Regions from separate parts of the Mus musculus genome. Here regions 1, 2, 3, 4, 5 and 7 are each linked to region 6. A link is a contact called in public HiChIP or PLAC-seq and promoter capture Hi-C data. All regions are on one chromosome and are shown on one strand. Each heading gives the region's core, a stretch centred on a gene start, on an enhancer-like site or on the middle of the called end of the contact. The rest is flanking DNA. Distances are from core to core; before and after follow the strand shown. Region 1 holds the start of Hipk1 (homeodomain interacting protein kinase 1). Region 2 holds the start of I830077J02Rik (RIKEN cDNA I830077J02 gene). Region 3 holds the start of Atp5pb (ATP synthase peripheral stalk-membrane subunit b). Region 4 holds the start of Csde1 (cold shock domain containing E1, RNA binding). Region 5 holds the start of Nras (neuroblastoma ras oncogene). Region 6 holds the start of Mov10 (Mov10 RISC complex RNA helicase). Region 7 holds the start of Cd53 (CD53 antigen).

The links. Promoter capture Hi-C pulls out the DNA fragments that hold promoters and counts their contacts. HiChIP or PLAC-seq counts read pairs in DNA pulled down with a chosen protein or histone mark. Capture Hi-C pulls out chosen DNA fragments and counts their contacts.
Region 1: a promoter capture Hi-C map of liver shows a contact between it and region 6, with 5 times the contacts expected there. The contact joins the promoter of Hipk1 here to the promoter of Mov10 in region 6. A contact is called at or near these places in 5 of 39 promoter capture datasets (the C10 cell line, HPC-7-derived erythroid cells, hippocampal neurons and 1 more), 1 of 115 datasets of contacts at active chromatin or transcription factors (thymic regulatory T cells) and 1 of 9 other capture datasets (liver).
Region 2: a contact with region 6 is called in a promoter capture Hi-C map of the C10 cell line, with 2.8 times the contacts expected there. The contact joins the promoter of I830077J02Rik here to the promoter of Mov10 in region 6. A contact is called at or near these places in 2 of 39 promoter capture datasets (the C10 cell line and embryonic stem cells) and 1 of 115 datasets of contacts at active chromatin or transcription factors (embryonic forebrain).
Region 3: a contact with region 6 is called in an H3K4me3 HiChIP or PLAC-seq map of embryonic stem cells, with 4 times the contacts expected there. The contact joins the promoter of Atp5pb here to the promoter of Mov10 in region 6. A contact is called at or near these places in 1 of 39 promoter capture datasets (pre-B cells), 1 of 484 Hi-C or Micro-C datasets (embryonic stem cells) and 3 of 115 datasets of contacts at active chromatin or transcription factors (embryonic forebrain and embryonic stem cells).
Region 4: a contact with region 6 is called in a promoter capture Hi-C map of adipose tissue, with 2.6 times the contacts expected there. The contact joins the promoter of Csde1 here to the promoter of Mov10 in region 6. A contact is called at or near these places in 3 of 39 promoter capture datasets (liver and neutrophils) and 1 of 9 other capture datasets (adipose tissue).
Region 5: a promoter capture Hi-C map of neutrophils shows a contact between it and region 6, with 6 times the contacts expected there. The contact joins the promoter of Nras here to the promoter of Mov10 in region 6. A contact is called at or near these places in 3 of 39 promoter capture datasets (liver, neutrophils and pre-B cells).
Region 7: a promoter capture Hi-C map of pre-B cells shows a contact between it and region 6, with 3 times the contacts expected there. The contact joins the promoter of Cd53 here to the promoter of Mov10 in region 6. A contact is called at or near these places in 1 of 39 promoter capture datasets (pre-B cells) and 1 of 484 Hi-C or Micro-C datasets (B cells).

What each region holds. Positions count from the first base shown.
Region 1 is chr3:103,789,909-103,793,357 of GRCm38.p6, forward strand. Hipk1 (homeodomain interacting protein kinase 1) reads right to left here and starts at 1,367. Exons shown (of 16, transcript NM_010432.2): 1 at 1,087-1,367.
Region 2 is chr3:105,931,232-105,934,356 of GRCm38.p6, forward strand. It overlaps I830077J02Rik (RIKEN cDNA I830077J02 gene), which reads right to left and starts at 1,433. Exons shown (of 6, transcript NM_001033780.3): 1 at 1,327-1,433.
Region 3 is chr3:105,957,967-105,961,375 of GRCm38.p6, forward strand. It overlaps Atp5pb (ATP synthase peripheral stalk-membrane subunit b), which reads right to left and starts at 1,297. Exons shown (of 7, transcript NM_009725.5): 1 at 1,182-1,297; 2 at 896-932. The coding sequence starts at 1,221. It overlaps Wdr77 (WD repeat domain 77), which reads left to right and starts at 1,532. Exons shown (of 10, transcript NM_027432.3): 1 at 1,532-1,732; 2 at 1,987-2,172. The coding sequence starts at 1,618.
Region 4 is chr3:103,018,860-103,021,986 of GRCm38.p6, forward strand. Csde1 (cold shock domain containing E1, RNA binding) reads left to right here and starts at 1,687. Exons shown (of 19, transcript NM_001161854.2): 1 at 1,687-1,810.
Region 5 is chr3:103,056,458-103,059,696 of GRCm38.p6, forward strand. Nras (neuroblastoma ras oncogene) reads left to right here and starts at 1,828. Exons shown (of 7, transcript NM_010937.2): 1 at 1,828-1,983; 2 at 2,448-2,575. The coding sequence starts at 2,465. It overlaps Csde1 (cold shock domain containing E1, RNA binding), which reads left to right. Exons shown (of 19, transcript NM_001161854.2): 18 at 1-20; 19 at 429-1,729. The coding sequence ends at 476.
Region 6 is chr3:104,816,521-104,819,863 of GRCm38.p6, forward strand. Mov10 (Mov10 RISC complex RNA helicase) reads right to left here and starts at 1,785. Exons shown (of 20, transcript NM_008619.2): 1 at 1,416-1,785. The coding sequence starts at 1,552.
Region 7 is chr3:106,788,661-106,791,772 of GRCm38.p6, forward strand. Cd53 (CD53 antigen) reads right to left here and starts at 1,489. Exons shown (of 8, transcript NM_007651.3): 1 at 1,307-1,489.

The sequences.
Region 1 (3,449 bases), core at 117-2,616, 1.0 Mb before region 6:
TAACCCCACTCCGTCTACAGCAGGAAGCCATGCTGCTGTTTTCATCAGTTACTAGGAAACAAGATAAAGAGCGGACTGGGGCAACGGAGTCTACATTTGAAACTCTTGTTTGTGGCTGCACTACACTACTGAGAATTCTCAAAGTGTCACCAAAGAGACAAGAATGCGCATCTTATGAGTATCCACAACTGAGTCACTGGTTATGTAGAGAAAAGATTCACTTACTGGAGCTTGCCCCCACCCCCTCTCCGGCTTCCCGTTCCAGTACCCATTCCCAAACAGGAAAGAAAACGCGCCCAGCATAAACACACAGGCCATTGCTCACGGTTCGTCACCACAACAAACTGGAGGTTAGACCAACGCTCCTAGAGACCAAGTTTTTAGGTCTCGGTTGCCAAGCACAAAAGGGGGACGCTGCCCTACAGAGCTGTTTATAGTGTGGGTCCTACCCAAAGGCTTTTGGTTGTTTCCATCTTTTAATGTTTTGGATTTTGTTGTTCTTGGCTTTAAAGGCGACGACGGACTGCAAAAGTTTAGACCTCTAGCTTTGCCTTGCAGAGATAAACATATAGGTGGGCTGGTCCCCACACAGCGTTACCACCATCACAAATTACATACTCAAAGACTACAGAACATGAACCAAGAGAACAGAAAAGCTTCCATACCAGCCCGACCACCACGATTTACTCTAGATGCGGTTTCCCGGTCCCCAAAGGCACCAATACGCCCAAACTACAGCTACAGGGAGTGGGGTGACATGCACACGCACAAGCACAAGAACCTGCCACCGCAGTCCGCGGTTGGGGTGGAGATCTGTACGGTGGGGAGATGCCAGACGGACCCCTGTCACCTGAGGACAACACGATCTGGAGGGAAAGGCAGGAGGCAGGGGGAGCTGCCCATTTTCTCCGGCACGCAGTCGCGCCTGGCCGCTCGCGACCAGGCGCCTAGGGCCGCGCGGGGCCTGGCGAGAGAGGCACCCCAAGCAAGCCGGCTACCCAAGGGAGTCTGCGGCTCGCTCCGTCCCACCTCGGGGCGCCGACTCCCAAAGTCCACGACCCCAGCCCCTCGCCGAGCCTGACTCACCGCCGGTGTGTGTAGTTCTCAGCCTCGAGTCGGGGCCGCCGCGAGGAGGCGGCGGAGGAGAGGCGATCCGGGGCCCCGCAGCCGGGTCATCATACCCCCCGCACGAGCCGGCCCCGGCCCCGGCCCCCGCCCCCCGGAGCCGTCCCCGCGCCCGTCCTGCGGCCGGAGCCTCGCCAGCCTCCCGCCTGCCCTGCCACCCGGCCCCTTCCCGCCGCCGCCGCCTCAGCGCCGAGCGCTCCCGCCTCGGCCTCCCCTGCGGTCCGGGGCCACGGCCCGGCCCTTCGCTCCGCAGCCGCCGTTGTCACCAGACCCGACAAGTGGAGCCCCGAGCGACCGCCTCCATCCCGCCGGCCCCGCCTCGCCGGAACCATTCAGCCACCTAGCGCCATGACACCTACTGAGGCGGAAGTGCGGAGGAGCGGGAGGGCTGAGATCACTGCATCTTGCCCCGGGCCGCGGGTGTGGGTGGGCCTCCGTGGGGAGCCAGCGTGGACAGTGTGTGGGGACCGGTTTCCCAGTCCTCTCCGCACAGCAGTCTCCGAGGTCGTTTAACCGGCGTTTGGTGGCGGTCGGGTTTCTTACAGTTAGATGTCATCTCAGCTAGTGTGACATCACCCCAAACCAGTGTGATTTTCCCCCAACATCCCAATCACATCCCAGCGATTGGGCAGCGCAGGGAGACATTGACTACCTGGGGATGACTCTGAGGGTTTAGAATTCTCAGTTTTTACTTAAATTGTTTGCTGCCATGTCGATTTCAGGGCAGCATAAGGGATTTAGATGCCTCCCTGTGCTGAAGCGCTCCCACCGTAGAATCTGTTAGGAAATAAAATATCCGAACTCAGCTCCTCCATGCATGCAGTAAACAAAAATTGTCTTACCTCCACGAAGGGTAGAAAGGCGGTGGATTCCGGAAAGTGGACCTGGCATAATGTTTAAGAAAAATGACCCTGAAAACTAGGTTATCTTAGTAGACAGTTGCCAACTCAGCCTCAAGAGATTCTGTGGGACTTGATATGCCTTCCGCGCTGTAAAATGTTGGTTCTTAAAATGAGAAACATTTCTTGGAGTCGAGTATTTATAAGAGTAAGGTAGGATGGTACGTGCCTTTAAACCCAGGATTCATGCCTTTAAACCCAAGATTCTGGAAGGAGAGGCAGATGGATCTCTTGTGAGTTTGTCAACTTGATCTACATAGAGAGGCCCTACCTAAAAGAAAGAGGAGTGCCGGGCAGTGGTGGCGCACGCCTTTAATCCCAGCACTTGGGAGGCAGAGACAGGCGGGATTTCTGAGTTCGAGGCCAGCCTGGTCTACAGAGTGAGTTCCAGGACAGCCAGGGCTACACAGAGAAACCCTGTCTCTGAAAACCAAAAAAAAAAAAAAAAAAAAAAAAGAAAGAGGAGGAGATGGAAAATGTGTTCTTTCTTACAAGAACAGTCTGAACCCCTAACTGACTATCCACCACCATAGATTTTTACCTGTGTCCTGTGAGCAGAGAGCAGGTCTAGGAGAGGCCTTTCTATCAGTTATATTTTTCAGTCCTCACTCATACATCCATGATTTCTTTGGATCTTCACCTAACAAAATGTTTTCTAGGCTATCCTATCATACCTTTTAAGGAAAGTCGTTTGAGTTTCTCCTCTTAACATTGGGAATGGGGAGGAAGTTCATTTCCCTGGAGAGCCAGGGTTAGCAAAATGTTCAATCCCACAGGACAGATTCCCTTGCATATTTTCACAGAAACTTCCTTTCTTGAGTGTTTAGAGAACATAAAGTCCTCATGTTGGGCTGGCCCTGGAAATACCAAGACACAGAATGAATGAACATGCCTGCTTAGATAGCCAAGAAAAAGGCCTGGTGTTAAACAGATCTGCTTAACAAACAAGCTTTAGTTATGAATTGCTCATTTTGCCCTACCTCACCAGAACTCTATGACTGGCTTTTCATTTACTCTCAAGTTATGTCTCTTTTGTGTTTGAAAACATCTCAGATGTTACATGTCAGAGCCTTTCCTGATTGACTCCTGCATTCTCACTCAGCCCTGTCACCTACCTGTTTATTTGTACCAGCTCTTCATATAATTAGTCTCTGTTTTCGTTGTTCTTGACTTGTTTTTTTTTTTTTTCAATCTGTCTCAGTCTTCAGGGAATGTTTAAAAGTGTAGTATTTTTTTCCTCTCTAATGTCATTCACTCATTCGTCCAACAAACTGCTTTATGCCAGACACTCCCTAGATACCAGTTCAGATGAAAGATGAGTAGGATGTAGTCTTCTCCCCCCCCCCCAGAGTTTTCAATCCAGTGAGGAAAAATGCCACACAAATATACATGACTTGAATAATGGAGTCAGAGAAGACCATCAGA
Region 2 (3,125 bases), core at 183-2,682, 1.1 Mb after region 6:
AGCATTCTTGTATCTGTCGCTGTCAGAGCAAAAGGGAAGTGCTGACAAGAAAATTTGGTTGGAAGTCTGAACTGTGAGAACAGGAAGACCATGGTCCACCCAGAATGAGCAGGGGTAACACTTTTTCTATCACCTTTTGGTTCCTTTTGAAATTCATGTTGGCCATGTGAGGTGGTACATGCTTTTAATCCCAGCACTTGGGAGGCATAGGAAGTGATGCCTGTGGATTTGAGATCAGCTTGGTCTACATAGTGAATTCTAGGACAGGCCAGTCACTATGAATAGGGAGAACCGGTCTCAAAATAAAATAAAATAAGTCAATGGTATTCATTGGAGAACACCATAAAATATTAGCATATTTTGTATTTTATTATAGTATACATTTATATGTTCTATAAAATAGAAAGTATTGAAATGTATTCTTCCTGAGGAGTATGACTTTCCACTAGACCTTACATTTAGAGCTACTGATACCTCTGCTTTTGCAGGAGTGGTTCTATATAAAGAAGCAACTCAAAGAAATATTAGCACATAAAAAAATCCTAGGCCACCCTACTGTAACAGACTAGGTCATATGACAACACCACAGAGAAACAGCTACTTACAAATCTAGGTGACAAAACCCAACAAACATATTTACCTTTAAAAACAACAATCTAGTCAGGTGTGTTGGCACTCACTGGAGAGGCTGAGGCAGGAGAATTGCCATGAGGTCAAATCTAGCCTGGATTACACAGAATCTGTCCAAAAAATTCAAAGGGAGCCTGGCATGGTGTGTTTACATCTCTAATCCCACAAGTTGGCAGAGGCAGGCCGATCTCTTTAAATTTCAGGAGCGCCTGAGTTCCAGGCCAGTCAGGGGTACATAGTGAGACCCTGTCTAAACAGAACAGAACAGATCAAAACCAACCAAAATACGGGCAAGAGGGGTGGCTCAGCAGGTAAAGGTACATACCCCACAACTCTGGAAGGCTGAGTTTCCTAGATCCCATGCAAAGGTGGAAGGAAAGAAGTGACTTGAAAGTTGGTTTTGATATGTACACAACACCACACACACACACACACACACACACTTTTTAATCCCAGAAGAGAATAACAATAATCCAAGCATTTGTCAGAAGCAGAAAGTTGAGCCAAGAACAATGCTCTTTGCAGTTTGATCTGGCATGAGAGACTCACACTCCATACGGTGAGGCCTGTGCAACACAGCCGTTCCAATGTAACCCTTCCCCCACCCAAAGAACAACATCAGAAGCCAGCACTAAACAGATAATTAAAATGTCCTCTGATGGGCAATTATTTAGTCTGGATTAGAAGGGTCTTTACCTTTCCAGAAAGACTCCAGTCATACGATGCAGCTGTGAGACTGAGCGTTTGACTTTTCTGTTCCTAGTCTTGGTTTTCAGAAATGATGAAACAAAGTTTACTCCCACTGTCACTGTCACCCTCAGGCTGTGTCGCAAAGATATGTTTAAGCTCCAAGGCACAGACTTCCTCTTTGAGGCCAATGGTATTTTTTTTTCCCCTTTCCCTCATTTCCTTTTCTTTAGATTGGCTCTCTTCTCACAGAGCTAGGCTGGTCTCCACCTGCTGTGAATGATACTGCCTTTCTGATCCTCCTGAATACTAGGACCACAGCCTGAACCACCATGCCTGGTTTGTGTGGTGCTGGGATTAAACCCAGATCTCCATGAAAGGGAGGCAAGCACTCTACCAAGCGAGCCGTAGCCCCACCCCACCCTGTGGCACAGTTCTAAAGATCCTGTAAGCCATAAGAGTTGCTTGTATACATTTTCACACATGAATGCCAGAAGATCGAGGAAAGTTCATTTCTAGGGAAGAGTTTATTATTTAACGCCCTCCCCCCACCCCCGAAGTTTACTGACACCAGTATGACCTCATCACCAACAGCAAGGCCTTTATAAATTCCATCTGGCCTGATGAAGGAGATGAAGCTGAGATAGAAAAATGAAGAGTTACCTGTCAAAATTAAACAGTGGGAACTCAAGTGTATTCAGAGCATTGAAATACCTTTGGAGGGAACAGAAGATTAATATATATATATTTTATTTTTAAAAAAGATTTATCTATCAGTGACTGCATATCAAGTGACTTCTTTTGTGATTGGGTTACCTCACTAAGGATGATATCCTCCAGATACATCCATTTGTCCAAGAATTTCATAAATTCACTGTTTTTAATAGCTGCGTAGTACTCCATTGTGTAAATGTACCACATTTTCTGTATCCATTCCTCTGTTGAGGGACATCTGGGTTCTTTCTAGCTTCTGGCTATTATAAATAAGGCTGCTATGAACATAGTGGAACATTTGTCCTTATTACCAGTTGGAACATCATTGAGAAGAGAGGCCTCTTGGTCTTGCAAACTTTATATGCCCCAGTACAGGGGAATGCCAGGGCCAAGAAGTGGTAGTGGGTGGGTAGGGAAGCAGGGCAGGGGGAGGGTATAGGGAACTTTCGGTATAGCATTTGAAATGTAAATAAGGAAAATATCTAATAAAAAATGAAAAGAAATTTACCTATTCAAACTTGCAAGTATTAAACAATGTTATAGAAGAATTAAAAAAAAAAGATTTATTTATTTATTATATGTTAGTACACTGTAGCTGTCTTCAGACACTCCAGAAGAGGGTGTCAGATTTTGTTACAGATGGTTGTGAGCCACCATGTAGTTGCTGGGATTTGAACTCAGGACCTTCGGAAGAGCAGTCAGTGCTCTTAACCACCGAGTCTTCTCTCCAGCACCCAAGATTCATTTATTTATAAGCATTTACTAGGAAAATACTATCAGGCAGATGCCACAAACCACCTAAGGATTGGTGGACGGGATTAGGCAGTGTATTTGGGATCTTGCCAATGGCGTAGGAGTAAGCACTGGTAGGAGAAGCTATAAAGAGTAAACACAGATGAGCTGAGTCTGAGTGTGGGAGGTCTTTACATTTAAACCTGTATGCAGTCACTAGGTTTCATTGAGTGAAGATGAGACTGCACTCACGTAAACCAGATGGTAAGTATCACTCACTAGGTATGGCCTCCAGATGCAATCGAGAGAGTTGGATGTGGTGGTATATCTATAAATCTTGTTCTCAGGAGGCTGAGACAGGA
Region 3 (3,409 bases), core at 47-2,546, 1.1 Mb after region 6:
AGAACCTATGCTGGGCTGCCCACAGCAACCTCTAACTCCAGCTGCAGATCTAATACCTTTTTCTCTGCCTCTGCAAGCACACACGCACACAAAAATAAAATTATTAAAAAAAAAAAAAAGAGTTTGACATTCTTTGGAGAAAGCAGGGCTGGCATTAACAGTACATAAAAAAAGACCCAAGACACAGATGAGGTTAATTCAGGTTTTCTTGGTTTTGCTATGTTTAGATTTTATTGCAATAGGGATATGAGCTCTGAAGGGTTTTAAGTGGGGGGAACTGCCAAGATCTCTCTGCTACATTGAGAATGGACTGTATTGGGATAAAAACAGATGTTAAGACTGAAAGCCTAGTGAAATTGTCCATTTCAGAACTGTGGGCAGCGGCTTCATGCTGTAACAATGGTAGTGAAAGTAGTCAGACTCAAAGCATCCTCACGAGTTGAGTCTTACTGACGGATTAGAGGATGGAGCTACTGTGTAGCTGTCTCTAGGACTAGGGTTGTTACTGTGATCTCCACAAAGTTATCCACTGTCACATTATGTGATCATCAACACAAGCATTTACGAAGCCATATGTGTTTTCGGCCTCCTGATATGGTTAATAAAAGATGGAAATCTGGAAGACACCCAAAACAATAGGTTTTATTTTGCTGTATTTAACCAGATCTGTCCTTGGGGGTAAGTAAGCCAGTAACTTGGTTGTGTGTCGCTGAAGGTCACAACGAGGGGTGAGCCTCTCTTTGGTGTTTGTCAGAGGAAGGAACAGGATCATGTTCAAGGCAATTAGAAGAACAAACGTCCGAATGAGTATGCAAGCTGGCTAACGTGAAGGAAAACAGCAATTTTTGGCTTGACGCTAGGAAATGGAAAGAGAATAAGACGTGGTGACACTCACCCTGGACCTAGGGCGGCCGCGTTCTTCAGACACGGGGCTGGAAATACACAAGACGGAGGTTAGCAAAGTCAAGGAGAAATCGCGTTTCTACCTTCCCGGGTGTCGGCCCTGGCATCCGTCTCTGCCGCGCCCTGAGATGCTGGGCGGCCCGGGAGCTCTCCAGATCGCTCCCGTGGGTGAGCTCGGGCCCAAACGCCGCAGTCCGTCCTCTACCCGCTTCCCGCCTCCCCGGCCTGGCTTCTTCCTAGTCACCCTGCTACGCTAACCTAGGCTCTACGTCTCTCACCCGCTGTGGCGGCAGCAGAAAGCACCACCCGGGACAGCATTGTCTGCGAAGAGCGGGACAGCGGGCTCCGTGTCCCTGTGACCCCGACCCGAGCCTGTCAGGGGCAGGAGCAAGATGGCCGCTCGCACATCTCGCGAGAAGAGATCAGCTCGCTTTTTCTCGGAAGTTCTCGGCTTTTTCCCCGCCCCCTCCCCACTATCGCGAGAAGAGGAGAAAAAATGGGTGGGGCTGAGGGAGGGAAACAAACAAAATCCCGCTGCGGGGACAGGAGACGGAAAAGCAGGCTGGAAGGGTAGACACAATTCTCGCGAGAAGTAGAGCGAATTCCCTCGGAGAGGGGCGGTTGCGCAGAGGTACACCACGTGTGCGGTCCCTCCGGCGCCGAGTCAGGGTCTCTCGTCGAGTCTGGGTCTAGGTTAGATTTGGAATCGTGGAGATGCGGAAGGACACCCCTCCTCCGCTCGTGCCCCCGGCGGCCCGCGAGTGGAACCTGCCCCCCAATGCGCCCGCATGCATGGAACGTCAATTGGAGGCTGCACGGTACCGGTCTGGTGAGCCGAGATCCCGGGGCCTGGAAGCCCCTTTACCCCCAGTCTCGGGTGCCCTCTCCCGGTGCTGACCCTCTCGAGTCCTCCCAGCGCCGTGTGGCCCTCCTCGGCCATACCTGGCGTCCTGGCCCTGCCCCAGCTCAGCTCCACAAATCCGATCTCAGATTCAGACTGGTCCCGCCACGGGGTTCTGTGAGGTTACCATAGAAACAAGGCCTTCCATCTGACACCTTATAACTTTGCTCTCCCCACCGTAGATGGTTCCCTTCTGCTCGGGGTCTCCAGCCTGAGTGGTCGCTGCTGGGTAGGTTCTCTGTGGTTTTTCAAGGATCCTAGTGCGGCCCCCAACGAAGGTTTCTGCTCTGCTGGCGTCCAGACCGAGGCTGGAGTAGCTGACCTCACTTGGGTGGGGGACAAAGGTATCCTAGTGGCTTCTGATTCAGGTGAGTGATCCCCCTCCCCTGGAATTGAAGAGTTGGGTACAGGGTAGGATGGGAAAAGGTGTTTTATTATTTAGAAGCAGGGTTGTTTACCTTATTGGCTTGGCTGTCCCAGAAACTAAGTAGACCAGGCTGGCCTTGAACTCACAGAAGTCTTCCTCTGTGCTGTAATTAAAGACGTGTGCCACCGTGCCTAGCCTCCTGTTTTCTTTTGCTGTTGTGTTTGCTATGTGCTGTGAATTGACTCACCTTGCTAGGCAACTGCTCTGTCACTGGACAGTCCTTAATCCCACCTTTCTTTGAGTGTCAGGCTGAGAAATGTAGGCTTTGGCATTAAAAAAGACAAAGAAATGAAGTTGGTAGGTGATGGAGGGTAAATGTTGGACAAGCTAGGGATGAATATAGTCAGACTACATTGTATGCGTGTATGGAGTTCTCAGAATTAAGCAGATTAAAGAAAGTCAGAATTTATATAAGTTGGTGGAAGCTGGGTATAGGTGCTGCCTGTAATCCCAGCAGCCGCAGGCAGAGCTCTGTGAGTTGGAGGCCGGCCTGTTCTCCATATCCAGTTCCAGGCCAGCCATAGGTACGTAGGGAAGTAGGGAAAACCCTGTCTCAAAGATTAAAATAGATTTATTTTGGGTCTGGAGAGATGATCCAGTGGTGATAAGTGTTAACTACTTTTTCAGAGGACCCAAGTTGGACACCCAGCACCCACATTCCACTAACAACCTTGTAACTACAGTCTTAGGGAAGCCAGTGCCATCTTTTGGCCTCCATGGGCACTGCATGCACTTGATGAATAGACATAGATGAAAGCAAAACACCTGTGCGCTTAAAATCAGAACATCTCTCTCACATACAAACATTCTTAAGTGTTAGGTAGAACATGGCAATTGAAAAGTAGAATGTTAGTGAATGAGACTGACAGTTGAAATTAGAATATTTCAAGACAGTGAGTGGCTGCTCTTCCAGAGCTCATGAGTTCACATCCCAGCAACCACATGGTGGTTTACAACCATTTGTAATTGGATCAGATGGCCTCTTCTGGTTTGTCAGTGACAGTGTGATCATATATATAATATAAATCTTAGAAGTATTTCAAGACATTTTATGTAAGCAAATATTTACTAGTGTCTGCATACCTGGGAAGAGACATCGTCACTGAACTGTTATCTAAATAAGGCTCTCTGGGAACCGATTGCTTAGGACCTGCTTTCTGGAAGCACTAGAATTGATT
Region 4 (3,127 bases), core at 437-2,936, 1.8 Mb before region 6:
CTACCACATCCCAGTTCCTGGCCCCCAAAGGCTTGCAGCCATATGATAATGCAGAAATGCATTCAGTCCAATTTCAAAAGTCCCCATACTTGGCCAGGAGTGATGGTATACGAAAGTAAGTGGATTTCTGTGAATTGAAGGTCAGCCTTGTCTACAAAGTGAGTTCCAGGACAGCCAGGGCTGTTACACAGAGAAACTCTGTCTGGAAAAATAAAAGTCCCCCTAGTATTTAACTGTCTCAACTTAGTTCAAAGTCTTTTCTGAGATTTGTGCAATCTCTTAACTGTAATCTGCAAAGCAAGACTGAGAACCAGTTTGCAAACTCCAAACTTCATCTCCATGTCTGACGTCAAAGGGCTCTTCAGATCTTAACTCCTTTCAGCTTTGCAGGTATCTCATGGCTCTGGCTTTTCCAATACTGGGGTCTCCAATACACACACACACACACACACACACACACACAGAGTGGGGGGACAATATTCATATTTGTTGCTTATTTTATTTTATTACATGTAATTTGTTCCCCTGAAAGCCCTACCTATGTCTACAGAGGTCTGCAGTTTCTCTGAATAACCAACTGAAAGTATGGGTAAGAAGTACACTTGGCAGGTTGTGGTGGCACGCCCCTTTAATGCCAGGCCAGGAGAAGGGGGGGGGGTATCTCATGAGTTCTAGGCCAGCTAGATCTACACAGCAAGTTCTGGGTGAGTCCCTGTCTCTCCCCCGCAAGGAAAGTACACCAGGATGAGAATGTTCTCCTCTCCCACAGAAGCAGGAAATAGATGGGAGTGTCCTCAGGGAGCTACCCTTTACCCAAAATGGTTAAGAGGACCACTGAAGTTGGGCATGGTTGTCCACACTTTTAATCCCACTAGGCTGAAGCAGGCAGATTTCCCAGAGTTCCAGGGCAGCATGTGCTACATGTGAGACCCTGTCTCAAAAAACAAACAAAAATAAAAAACCAACAAGATAGTAAAAGTAAAGTAATTGTTTTCTAGATTATTGACAGGGCAGCCTAAATAACTTTGCAATGGTTAGATCTAACCATTCCACTCCTCTACTCCAGTCAGGTGAATTATGCTTTTAGCCTGCTTTCAGCCTTTTAAATACTTATTCAGACTGACACACTACAAAAATCTTCTGGTAACTGAAACGGACAGTTAAAGTGGTTTGGGGAATTTTAGATTTTATTGATAATACAGCCTCGCTTATTTTTGTCTGTCGCAAGCAATGTAGTTTCTGGAAGACAAAAGCTTTACAAATTACTTTGTTAAAAACTTTTCTCTAAAGCAATGAAATCCCTTCTAATGTAGGAGACAGGAGAAAGCCTGTCCCGTGACTAAAGAGAAACTGCGATTTGGACTCCTGGATTATGGCTGAGGAAAGTGAAATCTTTTTATTCACGACACTCCCGGATCTGCCCTCAGAACTGTTCCTACTTCATAAGGCCTTCCTACTCAAGCCTCGTCGCTGAAAGCTTTCGGGCTCGCGAACACCGGGTGAACGCCTAAATTCACCCTTCGCCCCGCCCCCAGCGTCGCAGCAGAGTCACTAAACGCAGAGATTGCTTCTGGCACTACCCAGGGGCGAACGTAGAGAAGAAGAGTCACCGGCTTGCGTGTGGCTAAACGCAGGTCAGCGGCTGGCGTCACTCAGCCCTCGCGCGCAAGCGTACTAAGAGCACGCTCCCCCCACCTTCCCGTGCACGCGCTCGGAGCCTGCAACTCTCGCGAGAGAAGCGAGATTTATTCCTACGTACCGGGCCGTGCTGCTTATGGCGGCGCTGGAGAGGGGGCGCTGAGCTGTTGGGGTGAGTACGACCTCAGTGTTAAAGTGGGGGTAGCAACGAGCCAGGTTAAAGACAGCTGAGGAGACTCAGGTTAACGGGAGGGACCTCTGAGTGTCAGAGTGGGCACTCCTAGAATTCCGGATGGAGGAGAGTTCAGTGTGAGTTCCTACTCCAGGCGTCCCTTTTTCACCCTGGCTTCAACCGTCTCGGCCTCAGGGCCGGCCGCGAAGCCTTAGTGAGGAGGTGAGGCCAGGGGGTGCGGGTAGCGGCGGTGTCGGTGTCGGTGTCGGTGACTGAAGTGGGGGGAGGGAGCGAAAATGGAAACTCCGACCGCAGCCAAGATGGAGGCAGAGGGTGCGGGGCTCGGGCGCGAAGGCTGCCGGGAGCTGTAGTCCGTCCTCTTCCCCCTCTGCGGCTTGGCGGGGGAAAGGGAACTACAAGTCCCGGCGGGAGGGGTGAGGGGGTGGTGGCGCGGTCCTTTGTGTGCAGCTGGAAGAGGCCGGGGAGAAGGGCCTGTTCTTTTTTTCGGGACCTTGTCTGTCTTGGCCGTCACTGGCTTTGGGGATACTACTACGACTACCAGAGCGCAGTGCGGCAGTGGCGCCTTCTTTGTGTGTGGGTTGAGACCCTGTTCCATCTAGGGAAAGTGCTGCGGGACACCTCTGTTCCCTCAGCCACATCTGACCCTAGCGCGGCGGAATTGACACCTTTACTCACATTCTCTTGTGGCTGGGTCTCCACACCTAACTGTCCTTTGGCATTTGAAAAAGGAGTCGGGCCCCGTTCTAGGCACGTGTCTCCCACCTTTCTGTCTGGGGTAAATGGCATGCGTTAGGAGAGTTCCGTGATGCCCTCCCTCCGTGGTGCAAGCGCTGGCCTACATTGTGCAATGAATGGCTTGGCTTTGTCATGTATCTATCTAGTGTGAGAGCCCCAGTCGGAGAGCAAATTAAATTGGAAGATTTGACCGTCGAACGTTTCAACCATACCCAATCTTAGTGCCCCGGTTCTTTTGCTTTAAAGAGTTAACCTTAGAAACACCTTTGTGGCTGGTCTCCAACCTGACTCACAGGTGAGCAGGGAGTACTCCTTAACACTTTCCACTGCAGAAAACATTCTGAACATTATTAAACCACTTAGTTTCCTTGTTCTGCAACTAAAATGAGCAAAAAGATAGTGCTGTTTAAGCAGTTGAGGAGGACGGGCAGAAAGGAACTAAGGATGTTTAAAGATTGTAGTTGAGTTTGGACATTATGTTAGGCTGATGTGAACTTCTAGTTCACAAAACTGCCAAGTTTGTTTTTCTTTTGTTTATTGGTTATAGCCTTAAACTGTGCA
Region 5 (3,239 bases), core at 578-3,077, 1.8 Mb before region 6:
GGGGACCAGATAACTCAATGGTATGATTTCATTAGGGATGTGAGGGAGGTCAACTAATAATCTTACTTGAGCTTAAAGAAGTTAGTGAAGCAAGCAAGGGTTGCTTATCACTAATTTGGACTCCCTAACACATTAATTCAGACCCTAATAGAGTAGATGCTTTCTATAAGAAGCACTTCTTTCCGTTTTGAGATAGGGTCTCATATGTAGATTAGAGTGGCCTTGAACTCCCCACTCTCTGCTTTGCCCATGGTAGGATAACTGATTACACCAAGAAGTGCATTTCTTGGTATATTCTATTTAATAAGTTTCTTACTCTTAGGAGAGAATTGGTAGTGGATATGATAAATACTTTCATAGTTGATTTTAGAATTGTATGTTGTGATTGTCAATACACTCAAATCATTAACTGTTATATTTCTTCATAGGGATTTGGTGCAGAAAGAAAGATCCGTCAAGCTGGTGTCATTGACTAACCACGTCCACAAAGCACATCATTAATTCACTATGGTCGAGTTGGGGGGATTCTGGTGAAGGGTTCTGAATATCTTTCTCTTCATCCCTCCCAAAATCTGGAATACTTATTCTATTGAGCTATTACACCAGTTTTAACACCTTCCTCGTGTTATGTTTAAAGAAAAAAATAAATAAATTTAAGAAACCATTTTAAAATTATGCACAGTTGCAGCCTGGAAAACTTAAAGGTGGCGCCTTATAGTGTCAATTTAGGAGCTTTATTTGGTGCATTTAACGCAACTGGTAATTGCAAATTCCACTTGGCCTGTGTAAGTGAACAATGCAGACTGTTACTTTGTTGGCCCTATGAAATTCTGCACTCTAGTCAGTATATACTCTACCTTCATGACTTAACACTCAGCTGCATTCTTTTCCTATTTTTTCCCTGTTCATTATGCTTTAATTCTGAGGACCATATGAAGGTAGAATATATTACCTTTAAAAATTGCAAAAATTTATATAGCAAACGATATTCTTAAGTTGATGGCCAAATGTTAAAATGTTATTTTCATATCATTTATAATCTTGTCACAATCCACTTAACGAAGTTTGATTACATTTCAGTGAAAATTATCTTCCCGAGTAGTTTTTTTTTTTTTTTCTTCCTGGGATGGGGGGGGTAAATAACTTTACTACAATTAGTATGTGTGGTGCAGAATTTCATGCAAATGAAGTGTGCCAGCAGTGTGATAATTTAAACATATTTAAACAAAAGACGAATGCACAAAATTGCTGCTGCTTAGATCACTGCAGCTTCTAGGACCCAGTTTCTTTTACTGATTTAAAAACAAAATGAACAAAAAAATAATAATAATAAAAAAGTTGTGCCTGAAATGAATCCTGTTTTTTTTAATAAATAGCCCCGTGGTTCCAGTGCCCTGTTCAATACAGGCACTTGATCCTTGGTGTAGCTTCTGTTCAACTTTGTATCACGGGAACGGATTGGCCTGATTTCTCGGCCTTCATCTTGAATTGGCCCCAAACAGGGTCCCTGGCAAGTGGAGTGAAGGCTTTTTGTCTAACAATGACAAGGGTCAGCTCAGGGGTTGTCGGGGAGGGCGCTTTCATCTTCCCCGTTGTCATTTGAGGTTTTGAACTCTGGGTAAAGAGGCCGTTTATCTTTGTAAACACAAAACATTTTTGCTTTCTCCGGTTTTATGTTAATGGCGAAAGAATGGAAGCGAATAAAGTTTTACTGATTTTTGAGACACTAGCACCTAGCGCTTTCATTATTGAAATGGGGGCGGGGCGGGGCTGGACTGGGTGCGGCCGGCTGCAAGACTCTAGTCGTCGGCCCACGTGGCTGGGGCGGGGACTGGGGCGCCTTGGGCGCCTAGTGATTACGTAGCGGGTGGGGCCGGAAGTGCCGCTCCCTGGCGGGGGCTGTTCATGGCGGTTTCGGGGTCTCCAACAGCTTCTCAGGTTGAAGTCCAAAAGCCTCCCGAGGCGGGGTCTGCGGAGTTTGAGGTAAAGCTCCGGCCTGCCTGGCGTCGGACTTCTCAGCGTGTGAACGCCTGGCGGGGCGGGGAGACGCGGAGACTTGGCGAGCTGAAACAAAGGCTTGGGTGGGGGACTCTGGCTGGCTCTGGGGTGATTTTCGGAGCCGGAAAGGGGAGTTTCGGGAAGTGGTTGTGCCAGGCGGACCCCAGAGCTTGGGTTTGCAGGAATTGGAAGAGGGGGGTTCTTTTCCCGTAAACTGAGGGCGGGGCCGAGTAGATTGAAAAAATAGTCGCTGGTCTTTAATCCAATAATCTGGCCCGCACTCATCTGCAAGGAATGCTATGTTTCTGAATCACTTTGAGAACTTAGTGGAAGGCCACGTGTATCGAATGGGTGCCTTAGAAACAGAAGAGTTTGGTAAACTCATAGAAGCCCTTGAAGTATTGTAGGTTTGGTTTGCCAGTTTAATCGTAATTGCTGCTTTTCTACAGGTTTTTGCTGGTGTGAAATGACTGAGTACAAACTGGTGGTGGTTGGAGCAGGTGGTGTTGGGAAAAGCGCCTTGACGATCCAGCTAATCCAGAACCACTTTGTGGATGAATATGATCCCACCATAGAGGTGAGGCCCAGCCCCTGCCTGGCCCTTATCCTCACTTTGGGCTTTCTCTTGCCCATAACGGCTCTTTGAAAGTAAAGAGAAGAGAAAGCAAGGAGGTATTCCAAAAAAGCAGTAAACAAGTTCGTGCTTACTGAGGATTTCCTTTTAAAAGAACACAGTTTTCATTGTTTCTTTATGTCACAGCTCTTTAATAGAAACGTAGGTCACAAGGAAAAAGATTGTAGGCGATCATACAGTGAGGATAGAGAACTCAGAGCTCTGGATAGTCTGAAGTTGTCATTTTTGATCTAGTCCAGATTGAGTTGGGGTAGAAACAAGTTGAGATTTTGAGTCATTGTATCTAGGAATTTCTTCACAATTTAGTTACGGATATTGAGGAAAATCACCTAAATCCTTACAAGTCTCATATTTCTATATGACGTTAAATTTCTATCACTTCCCTGGGATTAATGGTGCAGGTATGTATAAGTCCAATTTGTAAGCATTCAAGAGGCTGAGGGAGGAGGTTTCAATTTCTAGGCTTGCCTGAACTACTTACTGAGGCCCTGTTTACAAAAACCAAATATTTTTTTCATGTGTAAACCTGTTCTAACACACAGGAATGTTAGTTAAATTCAGATGTCTACACAGGTTACATTTTAATATATTCATGAAACAAAATATA
Region 6 (3,343 bases), core at 535-3,034:
AATAAATGATAGCCCTGATAAATTAGCTTAGTGAGAAACTTTACCGCTCAGATGATCTGATCAAGTTCCACACCCTCCACTTTCCATATGTAACCTTCTGGTCTGTTTATAGCAAGAATTGCTCTTGATGTATGATGTTTCCATTCAGTAAACAACACCCAGACATCTGCTTTAAGTCCCTAGCAATCCGTTGTATTTGGAGTTAGGCACTCTTTTTTCCCTACTTCCAAAGTACTGGACTTGTGATCAGAGCCACACTGCACTTTGTGGACATAGGTGAACACATGGGTGGAGACTTGTTGACTATCCATCCTGTGCTAAGTGCTCTTTACCTTCCTTCAGCATTTTCCTTACCATCCCAGGCGTCATTTCAGCCTGTTGTATGGCATACTATAGACTATGCTGTATGCATATCATACCTTGCGTACTGCATAGTTTTCATCTGTGTGTTCCCACAGTACCCAGCACAGGGTAGAGCATAATACAGGTCTTTGCCTCTATTTCAAGAAGCCACTCAACCCTTTTAATGTTCCTTTTAAGACATGTTCATGAATAACAGTAATATTCTGGTTAACGCGGACTCCTACCTTCTCCCCTAGCCTCAAGCTACACTATCATTATTAATTCCGTCTAAAACTCGCCCCAAATCACGTAACAGCAGCCATATCTCACCCATACTAGCATTTTGGTCAGTTGCAAGGCAAATCTCTCAAAATCTGTTAAGGCCCAATCCCATTCCCCTGCTTACTAGTGCACCTCTTTACACTCATCCCAGCTAAATTGCTTCTCCGGCTTCCATCCATAGCAGCAGCCTGTTGCTAGAGGTGTTCGTCTATGGTTTGACAGAAGTCTCTTTGATTTTTTTACTTGGGTGGTAACAGGAAAAGGAAACCAAATATCTTCAGCCATAGGGAAAAGGGGCCTCTAGGAGGCTGTCCCTGGCCCCGAGTCTCCATGGAGAAGCCACAGGTGCTAAGGGAGGTTTGATTGCCTACGCAGTTTGTGTTCTTTTCTCCCTAAAGCTCCCCGAGATTCTCCCGCCTACCCTGGGCCTCTTCAGCTCTCCCGCAGCGTGGACCCTGCAGGCAGTCCTCCCTTAACAAGGGGGCGGGGATCCCCGCTTGGCCCGCGCCTGCAGCGCCTTCCCTGTGGGACTCCCCTCCCCCACCATCGAGCCCCGACCACCGCGAGCCGCGCGTGGGCACCGACCCCTCCCCGCCGGGCTGGGCTGTGCAGAGCGGGCGGGCTACGGGTGGCGCTGGCTGGGCGTGGGCAGACGACGGAGTAGGTCTGCCAGGACCGGACCGGCCTGATCGGCCCCGGGCTGCATCCCTGTGCACCCGCGGCGGGAAGGTGGCCCCACCACCCGGGGCGCTGGCCCCGCGTCTTGGGGCCCGTGGTGGGCCGGCCCGTACCTGGGCTTGAAGTCGTGGTTGTAAATCGTCCGCAGCCGCTCACGATCTGTCTCCAGGTCCAGTCCACGTTCGGCCAGAAAACTCTCGAACCTCTGGCCGGTCTCCCGGAGCTTTCGGCAGCTGAACTTGCTAGGCATCGCGGCGGCGGCGGCTGCGGCCCAGGCAGGAGGGTCCGCGGAAATGAAACTGAAAGTCGCCGCCGCGGTTTAGAGTTGGCTGGTCTGGGGTGAGGGTGCAAAGGGGAAAAGCCCCCTACCTCTGACGTCTGCTCCGGCCAGCCACCTTCTCCCCGACTGCCTCCCCTCCTCCGTCCTTCTCCTACCTGAGCCTTCCTTTCGGTCTCTTCGTCCTATCCCCTCCCCCCCTTCACATTAACTCTTTCCTAAGGAGTCTGACCCCTCCCTCAGGGCCCTCCCCTTACCCCGAGCTCCCTCCCCTGGCAGCGAGCCAGGATCCGAACGTGGATATCGCCTGGGGCCCCCTAAACAGCCCGGAGGACCTTGGAGCCTCAGCTAGGGCTACTCCCACGCCCACTCTCCAGAGCCTCGGGACATAGAAAAGCTGCAGAGCAAAGGGCAGAGCCCCGGACATGGGTCGGCTGCAGCTGGACTGGGGCCGCTCGTCCAGCACCTCCCCCAGACTGCCAGGGACATAAACCAGTACGGAAGCGAGCGGCACGCCCCCTCCCCCATTCCCTCCCTCCTCTGGCTTTCTGATACAGAGGAAGGCAGAAGTCAAAGTTGTGTGTGTGTGTGTGTGTGTGTGGGGAATGGATGGAGGGAGAGCAAGTGTCTCTATAGATAAAGGGGTGTGCGTGTGGGAGAGAGGGACAAGAGCTTCTGCCAAGACCCAGTCCTTGCTTTTCTGGGTCACACAGGCTTCATAATACTTCAAGGTTGGAGATTCTTGCTCTTGAGCTATGCATTTGGGCACTCGGTTTGTGTTACTCTTCACTACTTATTGGCAGTAAATCATGATTGCCCAGCCAGTCAAAAAAACATTAGCACCTAGAGAGCCAGGCGTGCTAGGCAATAAATGGTTAACACTGACAACATTAGTACCAGGAAAAGAAGTAGACCAATATGCTTAGGCAAACTAAGGGGTGGGGCTACTATAACAACAAATGTAAAACAAGCCTTCTGCACCTATTTATCCCCTGGAATGAAACTAAAAAACAAAAACAAAACCCAAAACAAACAAACCCCATACACACTACAATGAGAAAGTGAGAAAGGCTTAATCTACCAGAATTCCACATGTATCAAAGTTACTGTTCTCCAAGGTTCCTTATAGGCAGCAACAGTCTAACCCAGGGTAGGGAATGCCCTGAACAGGGTCAAGTTCCCCCTTGGTTAACTACTCCTAAGCCAAGAGTATGCTATGCAGTCAGGAATGGAGACTACAGGAACAGGGAAATCTTACGTCCTAGAAATTGATGTAAACTCGAGGGAAAAACTAGGAGTAGCCAGATGCTTAACACCTCCAGACCTTCCCATCCACTTTATATGATGCAGGCTCAGAGAAGATAATAGACTTCTAAAAAGTACTGTTGTTTTGGGGCACAGTGGTCCAAGCCTGTAATCCCACTTCTTGAGAGTCTGAGGAAGGTCTACTAAGAGTCTGAGCCACTTTGGGTTACACAGCAGGACAGTCTCAAAAACAAAATTGCTATTCTTTATCATTTCAAAATCCTACAAATACACCTATGATGAGCACAATAAAAGTGCCTTTTAGACATACAGAAATAGCTTAGTTAGGAATCCCAATGCACCCAAGGCTACACTTGATAACCAGAATCCAATGACATAATTTACTCAAAATAACCAGACACATGACTAACTGAAGAACTAAAAAGGCTTTTTTTTTTTATTGTGCCCTTCACACTATCACACATTAACAATTCAGACCAGCAAATCTGGTCACCTGAG
Region 7 (3,112 bases), core at 239-2,738, 2.0 Mb after region 6:
GTGTTGGCCTAGGCTGTGAATCACTTCCTGTGAGCATAAAGATAAGCAAACATCATATCTAAAAGCAAAATAACCTTAACTGGCCCACACAGGAAACCACATTTCAGTTTGGCATCTGCTCTTAATCAACCAGTTTCAAAGCAGTGAAGATTTGGATCGAGATTGAGAAAGCAAAACATTGCTCACACAGCAGATAAAATTCTTCTCTGGCTCAATCTTCTAATAGATATGATTACCAAGAAAAGCTCCTCATGGAAAAAACTATTACTGGGCAAATTCTCCATTCTTCTTCATTTCTCCTCTGTATCAACAGTATACTGTCAGACATCAAAGGGTGCCTAACCCATGGTTTTTAACTTAGTTCACTTAGGTCACTATTTATAAACATAAGGTTTAGTAGCCTCTGAGGGTGGCTCTGACAAGCTGCAACTAACTCCCAATCATCTCCCTTGAATTTTAGGTGAGAAAATGTGGACATGGATACTTTACTTTCTCCCTTTTAGATTATAATCAAATGAGCTCTTCACAGCTCTTGGACCAAGAAAGACCTGATACAGACATTTTGTATTGACCAAAGCTTGACTATCATTTTGCTGAATACTTACACCCTAGAATGGCTTGCAAGTTGGAAACTATTACTGTATCAAGTTATGTGGGTTTCCTCTCTGCTGCACATTTTATGTGAAATTTGTCAATGTTCAAGCTTTGTGTATCACAGACCATTTAAAGTGAAGAAAGAAGCCCTTCAGATCACAATGTTTACCTTCCCCCAAACTAAGCCATAGGAATAAAATACATGAAGTACATTGCAGAACACCTATGTTGCAGGTTTTTTGTATCTATCTTATATCAAAACATGACATTCTCAGCACTAACTTTCCTTTAAAATGTTTTCAAACAAAGACAACATGTCTTCTGGCTACTGTTCTAAATCACTCTGGTTATGATTTTCCTCCCTGCTCTAAAATGAAACTTCAAGTTTTTGAAGAAAAAACAACATAGAAGATCTCCCCAATTTCATCTCATCTCACCTCAAAAACTTCAAGCATTAGAAACCACCATATACAGTAAGCAATTCAAGTGGCATAATAATGTAAGCTTATGAATACTTAGGCCCAAAGAGATATCAGAAAATAAAACACCAATTAAATCAAAGTATTTCTAGCCCAGTTGCCTAAGGGAAGTGCTGATCTAAATATTTGTAAACACATCACATTTTAAAGTTACTAAAGGGATGTGTGGAGACTCTCAAAATGCTATGTGCCTTATTAGCTGATTTAGAGCTGTTAAAAGTCATAAATCTTACCTTTTGAAGGCAGTGTCCCTCAGTACTTCAGGTAGAATTCACTGATTATCTTTTAGGTGGCCAGCACAGCCTGTAACCCAGAAGTCTATGTCTATTTGTGTAAAAGGAGAAGTGAAGAGAGAAAAAATACAATCATGCTGTGACGACAGGAAACCCAAGCGAGAAGAGTGAGGAAGTGAGACTGAGTGTTCTCTCTTAGGCTCAGATAGTCAACTGTTCCTCAGTGAACTTGCAGAGGCTTCCACTCCCAGCCTATTCTAAGCTGGTTTCTGGAAGCTAAAGAAGGTCTGACACACCAATCTGAGTTCTGGTGAACTTTACAGTAATTTGAGTGATATTTCCTGGCCATAGAACAGTGCTTCTCAATTGAAGCAGCAACTACAAAATACCCGTGGGTCTGTTTCTGTGTATGTGTCCCCACCGTTTGACCACAAACTATACTACTAAACCATACTGACCAAGCCAGCATGGTACTGGAATGAAACCATACTTGTAGATCAATATAGCATAGTAGAGGACACAGAGATAAACTTGTGTAGGATTGAATATCTACTTTTGGACAAAGGTGTATCAAAACATGAACTAGAAAAACAAAAATGCAGCTGGAGAGATCGCTCAGCAGTTAAGAGCACTGACTGCTCTTCCAGAAGTCCTGAGTTTAATTCCCAGCAGCCACATGGTGGCTCACAACCATCTATAAATGGGATCTAATGCCCTCTTCTGGTGTGCCTGAAGACAGCTACAGTATATACATATACATATACATATACATATACATTATACATATACACACACATACACATACACATACACATACACATACACATACACATATACATATACATATACATATACATAATAAGTAAACAAATCTTGTTTAAAAAAAAACTATCTTGGGTATTCTAGGTTTCTGGGCTAATATCCACTTATCAGTGAGTGCATATCAAAGGATTTCTTTTGTGATTGGGTTATCTCACTCAGGGTGATACTCCAGATCCATCCATTTGCCCAAGAATTTCATAAATTCATTGTTTTTAAAAGCTGAGTAGTGCTCCATTGTGTAAATGTACCATATTTTCTGTATCCATTCCTCTGTTTAGGGACATCTGGGTTCTTTTCAGCTTCTGGCTATTATAAATAGGTCTGCTATGAACATAGTGGACCATGTGTCCTTTTTACCAGTTAGAACATCTTCTGGGTATATGCCCAGGAGAGGTATTGCTAGATCTACTGGTAGTACTATGTCCAGTTTTCTGAAGAACCGCCAAACTGATTTCCAGAGTGGTTGTACCAGTTTGCAATCCCACCAGCAATGGAGGAGTGTTCATCTTTCTCCACATCCTCCCCAGCATCTGCTGTCACATGAATTTTTGATCCTAGCCATTCTGACTGGTGTGAGATGGAATCTCAGGGTTCTTTTGATTTGCATTTCTCTGATGATTAAGAATGTTGAATATTTTTTCAAGTGCTTCTCAGCCCTTCCATATTCCTCAGTCAAAAATTCTTTGTTTAGTTCTGTAACCCATTTTTAATGGGGTTATTTGAATTTCTAGAGTTCAGCTTAGTGAGCTCTTTGTATATAATGGATATTAGTCCCATATCAGATTTAGGATTGGTAAAAATTCTTTCCCAATCTGTTGGTGGCCTTTTTGTCTTATTGACAATATCTTTTGCCCTATAGAAGCTTTGCAATTTTATGAGGTCCCATTTGTCGATTCTTGATCTTACAGCACAAGCCATTGCTGTTCTGTTTAGGAATTTTTCCCCCGTGCCCATATCTTCGAGGGTTTTCTGCACTTTCTCCTC